Linked DNA regions of Mus musculus: regions 2 and 3 are each linked to region 1. A link is a contact called in public ChIA-PET and promoter capture Hi-C data. All regions are on one chromosome and are shown on one strand. Each heading gives the region's core, a stretch centred on a gene start, on an enhancer-like site or on the middle of the called end of the contact. The rest is flanking DNA. Distances are from core to core; before and after follow the strand shown. Region 1 holds the start of Ppm1l (protein phosphatase 1 (formerly 2C)-like). Region 2 holds the start of Il12a (interleukin 12a). Region 3 holds the start of Sptssb (serine palmitoyltransferase, small subunit B).

Region 1 (4,760 bases), core at 1,589-4,088:
TCTACCAGTGGTCACCTTTTCCTTTAGTACTTGTTTAGATGTGCATCGTGAAAGTGGGGTGCACCTAAAATACTTTGAACTAAATAAAGCATCCATCGCATCCTTTCCTGGGTGGCGTATTTGCTCAGACACTGCTAGAAACCTTTCAACTGAAACTTCTGTCTCTGAAGACAAATTTAATCATCCAATCACAAGTACAATATGTCACATTAGACACCACCGCCAGGTGTTCTTTCTACCACACTGATAAGTCATCAAAACTTCTAAAGTGCTTTCAAACCCCAGAATCAGATTATCAGCAACTGTTCTACTGCAGACTTATAATAAATATAAGTTTCTTAAATTATTTACAGGGGAGAGACTCGAAGCTTGCTTCACCCCCACTGAGTCAGTCCAGGCACATAAAACAACATTATGACTCCATCACTAAACAGCTACCCTTGGTTGTTGGTATCTTTTTGCTCACTAGGCTGTGTCTCCTATCTCAACTAACCTCCTGTCTTTCAGCTACCCTGTGGCCAATGGGAGGAGAACTCCGAACTGCCCCAAAACTACAAAAGTATGATGAATGAGAAACTTTCATTCTGAAGGTCATACTATAAACAGGCAAAGGGGGTGGGAAAAAATGTTTGTTTAAATACTAATTCCAGTCTTATCACCTAAATGCTCCAAATGTTTGGTGTTCTCTACAAAGTTAACAGGGAGGCACTGTAACCTGGGCAACATTTGCAAACGGTGAGTGGAGAGTGGAGAGCGCCTATAAGATAACCAACTGAAAGCTTCCTCAGACCAAAAACAAGCAACGGTGCCCTGGGGCCCACCGGGAGGAGGAAGACGGATAAGAATGCAAGGAAAGGGGAAGAGGAAGACAGGACAACCAACCCGGGAAAGGAATGCCGCCAAGAAAGAGGTGGGGAAGCCTGAAGCAATGTAAGTTACAAGTGTCCAGCTGAGGCAGATGTCAGAACTTGCTACGGAGCCACATTTTAACACGCCCTACGTCTGGGCACAGGGCCAAGGGCAGGACCTCCAGGAAACCTGAGACTCCACACGCCCAGAGTGTCCAATGTCACAGAAATATGCCAGAAAGACCTATAGCAGGCTTTAGTCTATTTCCTGCTCCCAGATCAACCCCAAGCAAAGGCTTATAGAAAGAAGAGGACATCAGCATCCCCAAGCTGGCCACTGCATAGAGGTCAGGTGTGCCTAACGCCGGCTCTGAGCGCACTGCCACCTCTGCAAAGGCCAGGCAGCCAAAACCCACCACCAGCGAGGCACCCTGTCCCACGTCCTATGGCTCTAGCAAAGTTGGCAGAGTTGGGAAGAAGCGAAGCGTTGCAGCTGGGAGTCCTTCCCTAGCGCGAAGCGAATAGAAGTCGGAGCTTCCTTCACCTTCACCCAGTCTATCCAACTGGTGCAGGCTTCTTCTTTTAGGGGTACACGAAAGACACGACGTTCCTTAACTGCCTCAAACTCTAGAACCGGGACACTGAGGCCTGGTGACAAAGTTCACTGCATATACTATTCATTCTTCCCAGAAAACTAGCAGTTATTAACTGGCTTCTGACCTTGGGAACTTTATATTAAAATGGCACGGAATATCCAGTGTCTCTCGTGTCTCTCAGCTAAAGTGAACGCTCTCATACCCAAGATCTCCTTGGCAGGGTCTTGGGAACTTGACTCACCTTGTCATCACCAGGTCATTACCACGCCCCTCTCACCCCGATCCGACCCCGCCAAGCACGAGACGCCCGGTTATTTACACACACATAGACCCAGAGAACTCCTACCTCGCCGCCGTGCCCATCAAAGATTCCGAAGATGGACGGGTGCGTCTTGTTGGCTAGATCGGTGAGAACTTCGAAGCGATCTTCCATGTGGTCTCTCCGGCCCTGGATGGAGTACACCGCCACATTATGGCTCTTGAATTCCCAGGTCTTGGAAAACTCGGCCTCCAGCACATCAAGTCCTCCAAGACGATCGTTCTGCATAATCTCGGCCACCTTGCCCTTCACCATCTTCACCGCGTCCCGGCTAGACTTAACGATGGTCTTCACTTCGTCCGTGTGGAAGAAGTAACTCCAGAGAGCCAAGCTGATGCACAGCAGGAAAAGCGTCTCGGGTCTCAGTAAGAAGTAGCGCATGATGCGACCCAGCAGAGACAGCAAAGTCATTGTATCCTCTATCATTTATTATCCCTAGAGCCCGGACCAGCAGCAGCGACGCGTGCCCCGCAACTCGCGGGGTCCGAGTACTGCGGGCACTGCCCGCGGGGACCAAGGCGGAGAGGCAGCCCGGGCCGACAGGGTGAACGAACCCACGGCCGCTCGGAACAGTCGTCCAGAACGATGGCAGTTTCCCTTTTGTCTGGGCAGCCCGAAGGCCCGTGCCTGCCGCCTGCGCCGCCTTCCCTCCCCGCGCTCTTTGTGAGACCGCAGCGACGGCGGCGGCGGCGGCCGCCGCGGGTGCCCCGGGTGGGCGACAGGAATCAAGTTAAAGTTGCGCCGAGCCGGTCCGCAACGGTGAAGAGGATTTCGGGGTGCCGATGCCCGCGCGGTCCCTTTAGGGGTCCCCCCTCGCGGTTCCCGGGAGCGATCGGCAGGTGAGGAAGCGCAGGGCGCAAGAGCCCGGCGGCGAGGGTTGCACGTTCCCTCGATCGCCGCTGCAGGCGAGCTTGGGGGACGAGACAGCGGAGCGTTGCGATTTCGTCACACATCCAGGGGGGGTCCCCGAAACAATAAAAGTTTTGCCGGTGCCTGGGCAAAGGCAGGGGGACACCGAGCTGGGAAACGCAGCACGATGGGTGCGGAGCCGCCGGCAGGCTCTGCCTGCCTCTCCCCAGCACCTCTCAGCTCGGCTCGGCTCGGCTCGGCTCGACTCCGCTCGGCTGCTCCCGGCTCCGCTCGCGCTCGCCCCTCCCCTCCCCGCACACGCTCGCCCCGCCCCGCCCCGCCCCGGGAGTGGCGCTTCCAGATGCGTAACACTGTCACCCGGCTGGGGGCCCGAAGGAGCTCGCCGGGGCGGACGCACGTGGGCAGCAGGCGGGTCGGGGGAGAGCCGCGGGGGGTGAGCGGCAAATCCAGCCGCCCAGCTCTAGCCGATTGTCGATTCTGCCTTGGAGGCCGGCTCCCAGGGACAATGTGATAGTGACGTGAGGTCACTGAACGTCGGTTTCTTGGGCGGCACGGCTGCTCGCTGGGGAGCCGGGAGCTGTACCTGAGCCCTCCCCCCCTCCGGCACGCTACACAATGGTACGGTCCACGCCAGACTTTTCGTAGGGCTAGCGAGATGGGACACATTTCTCCTGTCTCAAAAATCGAAAGTGAGTGATTACTTTGGCCACCCGAGGCAGCTGCCACAGAGACCCGCCGGGATCTCCCAAGAGGCAGGACTTGGACTCGGACCGCAAGAGCTATGTCTCTCTGAAGGCAGAACCGGGGATCTCAGAACCGGAGGCTTGACGTGTAATGGCAAACGCCGGAGGACCAGGAAGGGCCGGCCTCTGAAGACTGGGACTGTGCTGGTGGCCACTCATCCATAAGGAACATGCTTGGAGTGTCCCTCAGCGAGCTACTCTGCCTATGGTTCAAGTTAGAAATCCTCTGGAGCCTTGAAAGTGACAACCACCTTCAGTCCTTGCCGAAGATGAGGGCAGGAGTTTGAGTAGGCAAAGGTGGACCTCAGCAGGATAACTTGAAGTTGGGGCAAGGACTGGTCGCCTAGAATATGAAGCAAGTAATCTTTAAAAGGAACTTCTCTTTCTCTCTACCTCTGTCCACGAAGGACGGTGCTGACCCACCGGACTGACGGTCAGGCATCCTGATAGTCTCCCAGCCAGTGTTCCCCCAAACACTTCTGCCTTCTTTTGATCCCAGTTCCGTCTTAAGATATAAAATATAATTACTGCAATAAAATATAACAAAATGTTCACAGTTGGCAACTAAAGTAACTTTAAACAATTTACATTTTGTCCAGATTTTTGTCTATTCTCCGTAACTGCTAAAGTTTCTACAAAAACCTGGACTTCCCTAACAACAACAACAGAAGAAACATGCTTAAGTATTTAAATAATATGACCCCAACAATATAAACATAAGTAGGAATGATGGGAAAGGAATATAAGCAACTGTTAAGAGTATATTTTTGAAAACTAGGATATGTCTTTAATTATGATTATGGCCATAGTTTTCGATATTGTCCACCTGATCGAGAAAATATGAAAATGGGTCATTTCATTCAACATTCAAGAGGTTCCAAAATCAGATAATAAAAGAAAACTCCTCTAAGAACTGTAGCTAGAGAGAATGTCTAGGTATTGTTAGGACAATTGTAATTATTTCTTACTGTAATAACTTAGCAGATTTGAGGTATATTAGTACTTTTGTCCATACAATTTTGTCTCCTCCAACAAACAGTTTGTAGATAAACTGATAAGGATTCCAGAAGTCTGACCTCTCTTGAAGTCACTAGTAGTAAAAGTCCCAGCCCAAAGGTCCTCTGCCTGGACTCCAAATGCTAGGATTAGTGAAGCTACACCTAGGTATGCGATTCGTTTCCCCAAAACTAAGCAAGCATGATTACTATAATGGCTTGATTCAATGAATTAAGAAGTAAACTTAGACATCTTTCAATTCTGTGATGTTATGCTGTGACATTTACATCCAAGTGATTCATCTGTGTAAAAATCAAAAATATTTTTTGAAGACCCTCTAGGCATTTCCCTATTTCTGTTGAGAAATTCCATGTAACTTACAATGTGT
Region 2 (4,760 bases), core at 1,378-3,877, 630 kb after region 1:
CGTCATCTCTTTGGCCTGTAGGAAACTCAGGCTCTTCATAAGCTAAGAAACCCAACCTCCCGCACGCTCTCCCTACTCTCCTCCCCCTTTGCCTAGGCTGTCCGCCAGCAGGGTATTTTTTTCACCATGTGAACACTGGGGTGCAGCAGGCTGTACTCATCAGCATCAGTGCCACACTGTGCTGCTTGCTTCTGGTGAGTCCTGTGGCTTTTCCTTTTTCCAAGCAGCTGTGCCCTGTGAATCTCTCTCTCCCTCTATTTTTTTTCAAGTTTAACTTCTAAAGAGGAAACTGTTAAAGTCACAGCTTGATGGCTGTAACAAACTTGCAAGCCCTAAATACTAGTTGAGCTTTAATTTACATACGCGGGGACTGTCTCTTATTCCCTGGTGTGCTGGAAAGCACCACTGAACAGAATTACACAACATATTAGGAAGTCAACAGCTCTCTGACTGAAGCCTGCGATGACTTTTCCATGCAGCTGTGGTCCTGGGGTGTGACAAAGGACAGACAGCAATGTGCCCCCGTGGATTCCGTGTTCAACTAGAGAGCAATAGTGACCCAAACGAAAACAAGGTCGAATTCTATTGTGTCTCGAAGCCCAGTGCTGGTATTTGGCAGCAGAGGAGTGAGGAGCGGCTAGTTAACTTTGAATACCTCATCCCCTCCACACCAAACCTCATCTTAGGAAAACAATCTCTCCCTTCTGCAGGGATTCCTTAGGGAACCTCTCGTAAGGTTTCTCCTTCATTTTAAGGTTTCATGGCCAAGAGTGTTCTGCCTGCATGGATGTCTGTGTGGCATGTGCTCAGTGCCCACAGAGGCACAGAGAAAACGACAGGTTCCCTATGATCAGAGTTACCATGATTGTGAGCCACCATGAGGGTGTGGAAACTCTGGACCTCTGGAAGAGCAGCCAGCTCTCTTAACCACAGAGCCATCTCTCCCTCCTGGGAACCCCACTCAATTAAGACTGAGCTTGGAGGAACAGCCAGCAGCACGTTATGCAAGACGGGAAGGAAAGAAAGAAAATTCACCAAGAAGGGCTTGTGGAGCGGAGCTTATGTTGGGATAGCCATAAGACAACAAGCTAGAAGATCCTCAAGAAAGATTTAAAAACAAAACAGGAAGACAGAGTTTCCCTCCTTCCCTCCTCTGTTCCCAGGTGCTTATGAACGCACGCTCTGTTGGGGGATAGAACCCGGGAGACCCATTCATAATTAAGCCAGAATTCTACTGGATCTCCAGCCCTAGCAGCTGCAGGATATCTCAAACACATTAGCATTTTGCTGTAGCTTTGTCCCCAAAGCGAGAGGAAACCGTGGCAATTTTACAACGGAAAAGGCTATTTTGCATTCAAACATGAAACCTGAGAAAAATGAGTGGAGCCGTGACTAAAACTGGATCACACTTGCCCCAGAAAACTGGAGGCTGGACCTGCTTGCTATCTGATGTCTGAGTCCTCCCTGACATGTGTCCATCCGACAAGGGACTGCATCACAGTGCTGGACACTGGTGAGCAGGGGGAGAGACAATCTAATTCATCTCTATGGCTTGTGAAGCACAGAGAGTGTACCTAGAGACTGTCTCCCTGTTCCACCTGCCCTGAAGCAGAAGCAGGGAGCACCTGACACTGTGTCACACAGGCAGGCAGGCTGGGAGGGACATTGCAAGTCCCCACTTTCCTCTGTGTAGACACAGCCTAAACCGATGCCGTTACAATTTATTACCATTCTTCCTTTCTCTAGAGACACAGTTTCCTTTAGATTATATTTAGAAGTCTTGAAACCCTCTACGGTTCCTGCCAGATACCATAAACTTCCCAGCAGATACCAGATAGGTTAGAAGTCATGTCAACAGCGGAACTTTGAAGCCAGAAGGACAGGAGAAACTCACCGTCTTCACCATGTCATCTGTGGTCTTCAGCAGGTTTCGGGACTGGCTAAGACACCTGGCAGGTCCAGAGACTGGAATGACCCTGGCCAAACTGAGGTGGTTTAGGAGGGCAAGGGTGGCCAAAAAGAGGAGGTCTGGAAGGGAAACAAAGGGCAGGTGGAGCTTGTCAACTTGGTTTTGACCTGCCTCTTTCTTCAGCCATTCTGGCAATTTTTTCCATCCATTCTGGGTACTGACCTCCCTCCACACATAATTTAAGCCCTTCCCCGGGGCTGACAGATGAAGCAAGACCTCCCAGATCTTGTTTGGGGACTGCCTGAGACCTGCATTTTCCTTACATTGGTTTCAAGGCTGGGCTTTAGTTCTCTTCTGTGAAACGGGCATAGCCGTAGCCCCCAGGGTTGTTCTATAATGAGACCATGCTCGGTGCAGCGCAATCTAGCACGACCATCTTTCCCCTCTTCCTTCCCTTGGCCTGCAGTTGCTGGCAGCCCTTTAGTCTCCCTTAATGGGTCCAGGGCTTCTGTCTGTTCTTTCTCAAGCCTTCTCCTCTCATCAAGTCACCCTGGTCCCGGCCCTCAGGTACTTACAGCGTGATTGACACATGCTGGACCGGCACTGAGAGGAGCTGCTGGATGCCGAGGGTGAGGCTGTTGGAACGCTGACCTTGGGAGACACATTTTTATAATTGTCTGGATAGCCGGCAGGACTTTCCCAGGACTGTGTCTCTTGCTTTCTCTCTCTGTCTCTACATCTCAAGGACAAGTGCGTCGATCGCCCCCAAGGCTGGTGGCGCTTTCGAATTAACTCTCGGAGTGCCCGTTTGAGGAGATTCGGGACCGTCCCACCGCCCACCACACTCAGAGCGAAAGCAAAACCGGCCTGCGAGTAGCCACTCTTGTCCCGGGACAGGTCTGTCCTGCCCCACTACCCCCTAGCCCTAACACGCTGCCCAGTGCCCCTTCTAAAGAAGCACAAGCTACCCACTCGTCTCTCCATCGTGGACACTGAGTCTGACTCAATGTATTTTGCGAATCTGTCCTACTTTGAAAGTATAAAGGAACAAAATAGATGTGGTGGCTATATATCGCTTAAAACTCAGTTCTGGCAGTTTTGATTTAGTGAGACGACTGCACAGCATCTTGGGGGAAAAGGGCCCAGAGAGAGCAAGGCCATCTCTCTGCAGGAGCCTAAGAGGCAGCAAAGGCTCCTGAAGCCTCCAGATCTGCAAGAAGGCATTGCCTGGCTGCCAGTGGGATGCATTCTGAGCTAGTTTTGGAAATGGGAATCAACACAGTAGGGAGGCAGAGGGCAGATGGGAACGGAGCGCGTTGCAAGTTGTGATACTGGTGGGGATATATCTGGTCATTGCCGAGAGATTGTGGACAACATCTTTAGCCTTTCTGGACTTTTACCATAGAGATATCCTTGGATGTGCACGGTGAGAAGATTTCAGCAGCAGTGTAGACGCCAGATGCAAGGGTCCAGCTCAGATCCAAGGGAGTAGGTGGCAGGATATGGCCAACCCATGGCTCCATTCAAGATGGAGAACAAAGGTGGCTGAAGGGATTCCCAGTGGGGTAACAGGCTAACACCTGATAACTCCCCAGGCTGATTGAGCGTAGTCCCAGCTCCTGCAAAGAAAGTGTGAGAGTTCGAAGCTTGCAATGACAAGCTGTAATTTGGAGGTTTGGGGTAGGAGATTCCTTGGAACTTAACTCCTTTCTACCCCAAGACAGCCTCACTGGGTGTGCAGAGAGAGGAGGCCCTGCTTGGTCATTGACTTGGAGCCTGCCATGTGTCTGGCTTCCCCCAGACCCATCCAGCTGTCAGAGCCCACCTCCTATTGAGGCAACCATCTCCATAACCACAAGCCTTTGGGAGCACGGGAGAGAAGAGCCGGTGCCTCTTCCTTCTGAAGTCCACTAAAGCCTGGACAGAAGAGATCAGTGAGCACTTACTCAGCAGGGTGGACCTCTGTTGAAAAGGGCGAAGCCAAGCCAATAAGAAGGACACCATAGCAGCTCTGATCAGTGAGGTCCCTGTGGCTGTGAACTGGGGACAAGGGACAATGGATGATTAGAATTACTGATGTCGTAATAGTTTATGTAGAGCTGTGCTTGCCCAGGAGGTTACAATGAAGCTCATTTAAGGGAGCTGTTCCTTTCCTAGAGGGCAAACTCTTACAAAAAGGTAGTTCCTGCCATCCAGGTGAGTCCAGAGCCTCTGTTCAGTGTACATTCTTGGCCACCAGACACAGTCCCTAACCCATGCATTTAAAATACAACTTTAAAAAAATTCTTGTAGAATTCACACAAGCTACAATGTATTTTGATCATATTTGTCCCTCAGGCCTTCTCCAACGATCCTTCCCTCACTTCTGTCATGAGTTTAATTTGTCCTGTTTAAACACTCATAAATCAGGAGCAGAGTCAACTAACCAGGGGCCACAACTCCCCCCACCCCCCACCCCCCACCCCCCAAAAAAAGCCTGAATGTCCCTCCTGAAGAAGTCCTGAAATGTCATGCTCCATGTTGGAATCTTGCCTGGGTGAACCTGAAAACCTGACTCCTAGGACAGCTGCCTTGGGTTGGCAAGTGCACTGTTGCTGTATTCCAGAGAAACAGTATTTCTCCGCAGTCCTCCCTGACCTCTGCCCTTTACACCGTTTCCATGCCCTCTTCCTCATGGTCTATAAACCTTGCAGTGGAGGCTGGGATACAGATGTTTCGTTCCTGGGTGAGCACTCCATGGGTGAGCGGGAGGACTCACGCGTACTTGCTCTCTGTATACGTTTGCCAAACATTTCCTGATGGTTTTACTTTCCTCTGTAATGTTACTTTTCTTTAAGTTTGTTTGTTTATT
Region 3 (4,760 bases), core at 1,535-4,034, 540 kb before region 1:
TTGAATGATTTCTGCTTTTTCTAAATTTACAATCCAGTCATTGCCCCCCCCCAACAGTTCCTCATTACTTTCCTCCTCCTCCTCCTCCCCGGTCTCCGAGGATACCCCTCCCCAGGCCTCCCCACTCAATGGGGCTTAAAGTCTCTGAGGATTAGGCACTTCCTCATCCTCTGATACACACACAAACACACACACACACACACACACACACACACACACATATATATATATATATATATATATATATATATATATATGGGGGGGGGCTTCTCAGATGAGCCCCTGCATGCTGCCTGGTTGGTGGCTCGGTCTCTGGGAGCTCCCAGAGGTCCGGGTTAGTTGAGACTGCTGCTCTTCCTATGGGGTCGCCCTCCTCTTCTGTGCTTCTTCCAACCTTCAATGATAGGGGTCCTCGACTTCAGTCCAGTGGTTGGCTGTGAAGTATCTGCATCTGTCTGAGTCAGCTGCTGGTTGGGCCTCTCAGAGGACAGCCATGCCAGGCTTCTGTCTGATCTGCCAGGATCTGGCTGCAGCAGATCTCCAGGAAGACCTCCTGCAAACTGGGATACCAAGAGAGGTGCAAACTAGAGATGATTTCTGCTTTGAAGCTGTGATGACCTTTATCCTGTGACTCAGTGCTGTGTTCGTATAACACACATAGACAATATTTTCTCTGCTTGGGAGGTGTTCAGATAAACATAAAGGTGTGCCCCTGGGCTTTTTTTTTTTTTTTTCCACGTTTAGTGGTCTGGACACTCCTGGCAGCAGTGTGAGTTTCCTCCAACCTCTATGTAAAGTAGTTGCAAAAGGTTCCCATTTCACAAGCTCATGACTGGAAGAACTACGGCTCCTTTTCCACCGATTCACAGTGACGTGGGAGATGGTGTCAGTCTAGTGGGAGATTCAGAAACTAGTACGAAAAACATTGGTCATCCCTCAGTCATTTCGCAGGGCTTCTATTTCCCCCTCTAAAGCTGTAAGTGATCAGGTCTGCCTGGCAAACACTGCAACGTGTGTCAGGAGAAGCCAAGAGATAAGAAATGTGACCGACATAAAGTGGTTAAGAAATAAAAGCACTAAATACAAGAGCTGAAAGGAAAGAGAGCTGTAAAAAGCACCAAGCATGGGCATGTGTTCCACTGGCTCATTCCCAGCCCCCCAACCACCTTCAGCTTTGGGGGACACCCTGCTTCCTGCATGGAGACACCACGGTCCAATAGCATAAGGCTCCCTCTGCGTAATGCTGGCGCTCCCATCCTGCTGAAAGTGTGTTGTGAGAAAGAGCAGAAAGCTGCCAGTAGCTCAAATTCGCGCTTCAGCACAATCGGCCCAGTGGAGCCTACGATGCCTCCCCCTCCTGGAGTGGAAGCTGAATGGCAGATGCTGCCCAAATGTTCATTAATCGAGAGGCTTCCGTCCCCGGACGCCCCTAGATCTTGGACAGAAAAAAAAAAAAATCTCGGTTGAATATGCAGGATGAGGAGCCTCCAGACCCTGTGCGCCCTTAGCGCCCAACCACAGAGTCAAATGCAAGCATTGCCCAGGATGAAGACGAAAGAGATCGATCAAGGTCTGGCTGCGGGTTTCCAGCGAAGATGCTGCGCGCAAGGCACGCTAGCCCCAGAGCGGCTCTGTGCGTCTCTGCGGCACCCCGCCGACTGCCGGCCCCCTTTCCCAATTTGCCCTCCAGCCATTCGTCTGCAAAAGAATTCCCTGCACTTGTGAGTGAACCCACACAAGTTCTCTAGGCACGGTTCTCCTACTCTTTCCACCAGGGAAGGGTGGGGGTAGTTTTCAACCTTAACCTCCCTGCTACCTGGAGGAAGGTGACTGTACAGGGAGGGAGAGGGATTGTTTTACAGGTTCCAAGGCGTCAGAATTAGATGTCAGTGCCAAAGTGGCTTGTTTTCTTCCTTTGCCTTTTGACAACCGGTGAGCTGACCAGCTGCTTGGGCTCAACCCCGGGGCTCACTTTGCAGCCGGGAGCCGAGTTTCAGACTGCAGCCTTGCTCCGCGTAGACCCGGGCCTCTTCGCCCCTCATCCAAGTCTGCGACGGATGTATGCTGACAGGCATCCTCTGAGAATTGGTTAAAGCCCTACAGTATTCACCTTTGCACCTCTGGTTTATCTACTGTCGCCTCCGCTGCCTCCTCCATCTCCCCCTCCCCTCCTCCCTCCTTTTCTTCCCCATCCCCACCCTATCATCATTTGCACCACCACCAAAATACGTGCCCCTCTGGTAGAGTCGAAACTCCCCGCTGAAGCGAGGGGGAGGGCAACACCCATCCCCCCTCCTATCTCTGCCTAGGCTCCCGGTTTTACTGCAGCAATCGGAGGTGAGGTGACAGCGCCACCTCGATCTCCTCCGTAGCTCTCAGAACCCCTGCTCCCCCCAGTAAGGCAGAAGGCGCCCTCTCTTGAGAGGCTAATCTCTGAAGAAGTGCGAACAGGCTACAGAAAAAACAAAACAAACAAACCGAATTTTTAAAATGTAGAAGTCACTAGGCTGCATTCCTCCGAGAACAACCCAATCTCCCAGAACTGAGTATCAGCGCATAGGAAGTTGGGACCTTAGAGTGAAGGGGGAGGGGAGTGGTGCAGCCCGCATTCTCTTCTGGAAGGAGTCGCTGCAAGCCCTGCGGTTGGACATAAGTTTGCGTAAGAGTGTTTTCCTTTTGTCAATTATTAATCACCGGAATCAGTTTGGCAGAACTGGAGTTTTAGCAGTAGTGCAGAGGGCGGGGCCGAACACCTAACTCTGGGAGCCTCAGCTGCGCCCAACACAGTGACAAGCTAACAGAAGCTGGGGAGAAGCCAGAGCATCTAAGCTCATTCTAAGGCAGGAGGTAAGCATCTTTCAAACTACCTACGTCCAATCTAAAAGGAGCTTTCATAGCACAGAGTTTCTGTCTGCATGGGGGGAAACTAGAACTGAGCTTTAATGCAATTTATCTGCTTCTTATTTAACTATATTACAACTCTAAGAATTGAACGGTTCCTCTTGGCATTTACTATGTTGGAAACTAAGATGCTTTTCTCAACAGAAGCCAAACTTTATTATTGGAACTTTTTCAGGCAGAAGAAAAAAAATGTTTTACATTATTTTCATTATTCATTCATTCATTTGTACGGTTTGTTAATATTCAAGGAAATATCTTGAGATGCGTGTGGCTTCCTTCTTTAGGTGGTAATATTCATTTAGTTCTCTCTCTTTGGGTTACTTTAGGCAGTGGCACACAGGAGTCAGCTGCCAGCAGGTAAGCCATAGCCAGCAAAGAATGTGTCTTAGTATTTTTCTCCTGATTATTAAGCACAGTGTGTTTTCTCAGGGATGCTTATGAGATTGTCACGGCAGTCAAAATCCTCAGCCTGCAGAGGACTATGTGTCCCTGGAGGAATGCATGTCATAGTGTCTGTGGGGAGCAGGGGTTACAAGTGTTAGTCCTGACTTGTTTCAATTGGAAGGGCATTCAACTGGTTGCCAGTCTTCGAATCAGCTCAGCCCATGTGCCAATACAGAATTAGAAGATTTGTTAAATCTAAACTTTAGACCCCCAAAATCCAAATAAATGAATCAGGGGAATTGGGATGTTTGGTGTTTGTACTGGCTAGTTTTGTGTCAACTTGACACAGCTGGAGTTATCACAGAGAAAGGAGCTTCAGTAGAGGAAATGCCTCTATGAGATCCAACTGTAAGGCATTTTCTCAATTAGTGATCAAGGGGGAAAGGCCCCTTGTGGGTGGGACCATCTCTGGGCTGGTAGTCTTGGTTCTATAAGAGAGAAGGCAGAGCAAGCCAGGGGAAGCAAGCCAGTAAGAAACACCCCTCCATGTATGTCCTCTACATCAGCTCCTACTTCCTGACCTGCTTGAGTTCCAGTCTCGAATTCCTTTAGTGATGAACAGCAATGTGGAAGTGTAAGTTGAATAAACCCTTTCCTCCCCAACTTGCTTCTTGGTCATGATGTTTTGTCCAGGAATAGAAACCCTGACTAAAACAGGGTTTTTTTGTAAAAGACTTTATGACAGCAATTGTTATTTTTAATCAAATGATACTAAGAAATACACAGCCATTTTTGCCAGAAAACCTTTAAAATGATGTGTGCAGAAAACTGGGGGGAGAGCTTCATCGCTTGCTTTCCACATTTGGTTTGCTCCTGTGCCTCTTACCGTAACCACTATTTACATGAATTTTAATCGCTGTGATGACTTTGTACACGGATCACTTAGACCAGTACTTTTCAACCTTCTTAATGCTGCAGCCCTTTAGTACAGTCCCTCCTATTCAAATAACCATCGTTATTTTTGCTGCTACTTCATAACTGTAACTTTGCTACTGTTATGAATCATAATTTAAATATCTGATGTACAGATGGTTTTACGGGACCACTGTGAAAAGGTCCTTTTGGATCCCCAAAGAGATCGAGACCCGAAGGTTGAGAACCACTGGCTTAGACCAACAACAAACTTTTTGTGTGAGACACACAACCTCACTTTTCAAATCTTTCTAAACAACTAAATAATTAATTCCAATGTAATTAAATTAAGTTAAATTAAAAATGTCAAGTTAAGGCAAATGCACGTTTAGAATTTTACTGTGCGTCAAGTAGAAATTAGCCAGTCTGTAGCTCCCTACTGCTTACAACTTTCGTAATTTTAAAATAAAAACTACCCTTTATAAGTCCATGGCCAATTAACAAAGACAGTAAAAAAGTTTTGCAGGCAAATGTGTGTGTGTGTGTGTGTGTGTGTGTGTGTG

What was found. Promoter capture Hi-C pulls out the DNA fragments that hold promoters and counts their contacts. ChIA-PET counts read pairs in DNA pulled down with a chosen protein or histone mark.
Region 2: an RNA polymerase II ChIA-PET map of memory CD8 T cells shows a contact between it and region 1, with 7 read pairs. The contact joins the promoter of Il12a here to the promoter of Ppm1l in region 1. A contact is called at or near these places in 1 of 39 promoter capture datasets (pre-B cells), 1 of 115 datasets of contacts at active chromatin or transcription factors (memory CD8 T cells) and 1 of 9 other capture datasets (liver).
Region 3: a contact with region 1 is called in a promoter capture Hi-C map of embryonic stem cells, with 3 times the contacts expected there. The contact joins the promoter of Sptssb here to the promoter of Ppm1l in region 1. A contact is called at or near these places in 4 of 39 promoter capture datasets (cranial neural crest, embryonic stem cells and stem cell-derived epiblast-like cells), 1 of 484 Hi-C or Micro-C datasets (embryonic stem cells), 4 of 115 datasets of contacts at active chromatin or transcription factors (embryonic stem cells and pancreatic cancer cells) and 1 of 9 other capture datasets (embryonic stem cells).

What each region holds. Positions count from the first base shown.
Region 1 is chr3:69,314,996-69,319,755 of GRCm38.p6, reverse strand. It overlaps Ppm1l (protein phosphatase 1 (formerly 2C)-like), which reads right to left and starts at 2,838. Exons shown (of 4, transcript NM_178726.3): 1 at 1,791-2,838. The coding sequence starts at 2,189.
Region 2 is chr3:68,689,291-68,694,050 of GRCm38.p6, reverse strand. Il12a (interleukin 12a) reads right to left here and starts at 2,627. Exons shown (of 7, transcript NM_008351.3): 1 at 2,485-2,627; 2 at 1,895-2,028. The coding sequence starts at 2,500.
Region 3 is chr3:69,857,918-69,862,677 of GRCm38.p6, reverse strand. It overlaps Sptssb (serine palmitoyltransferase, small subunit B), which reads left to right and starts at 2,784. Exons shown (of 3, transcript NM_133675.3): 1 at 2,784-2,847.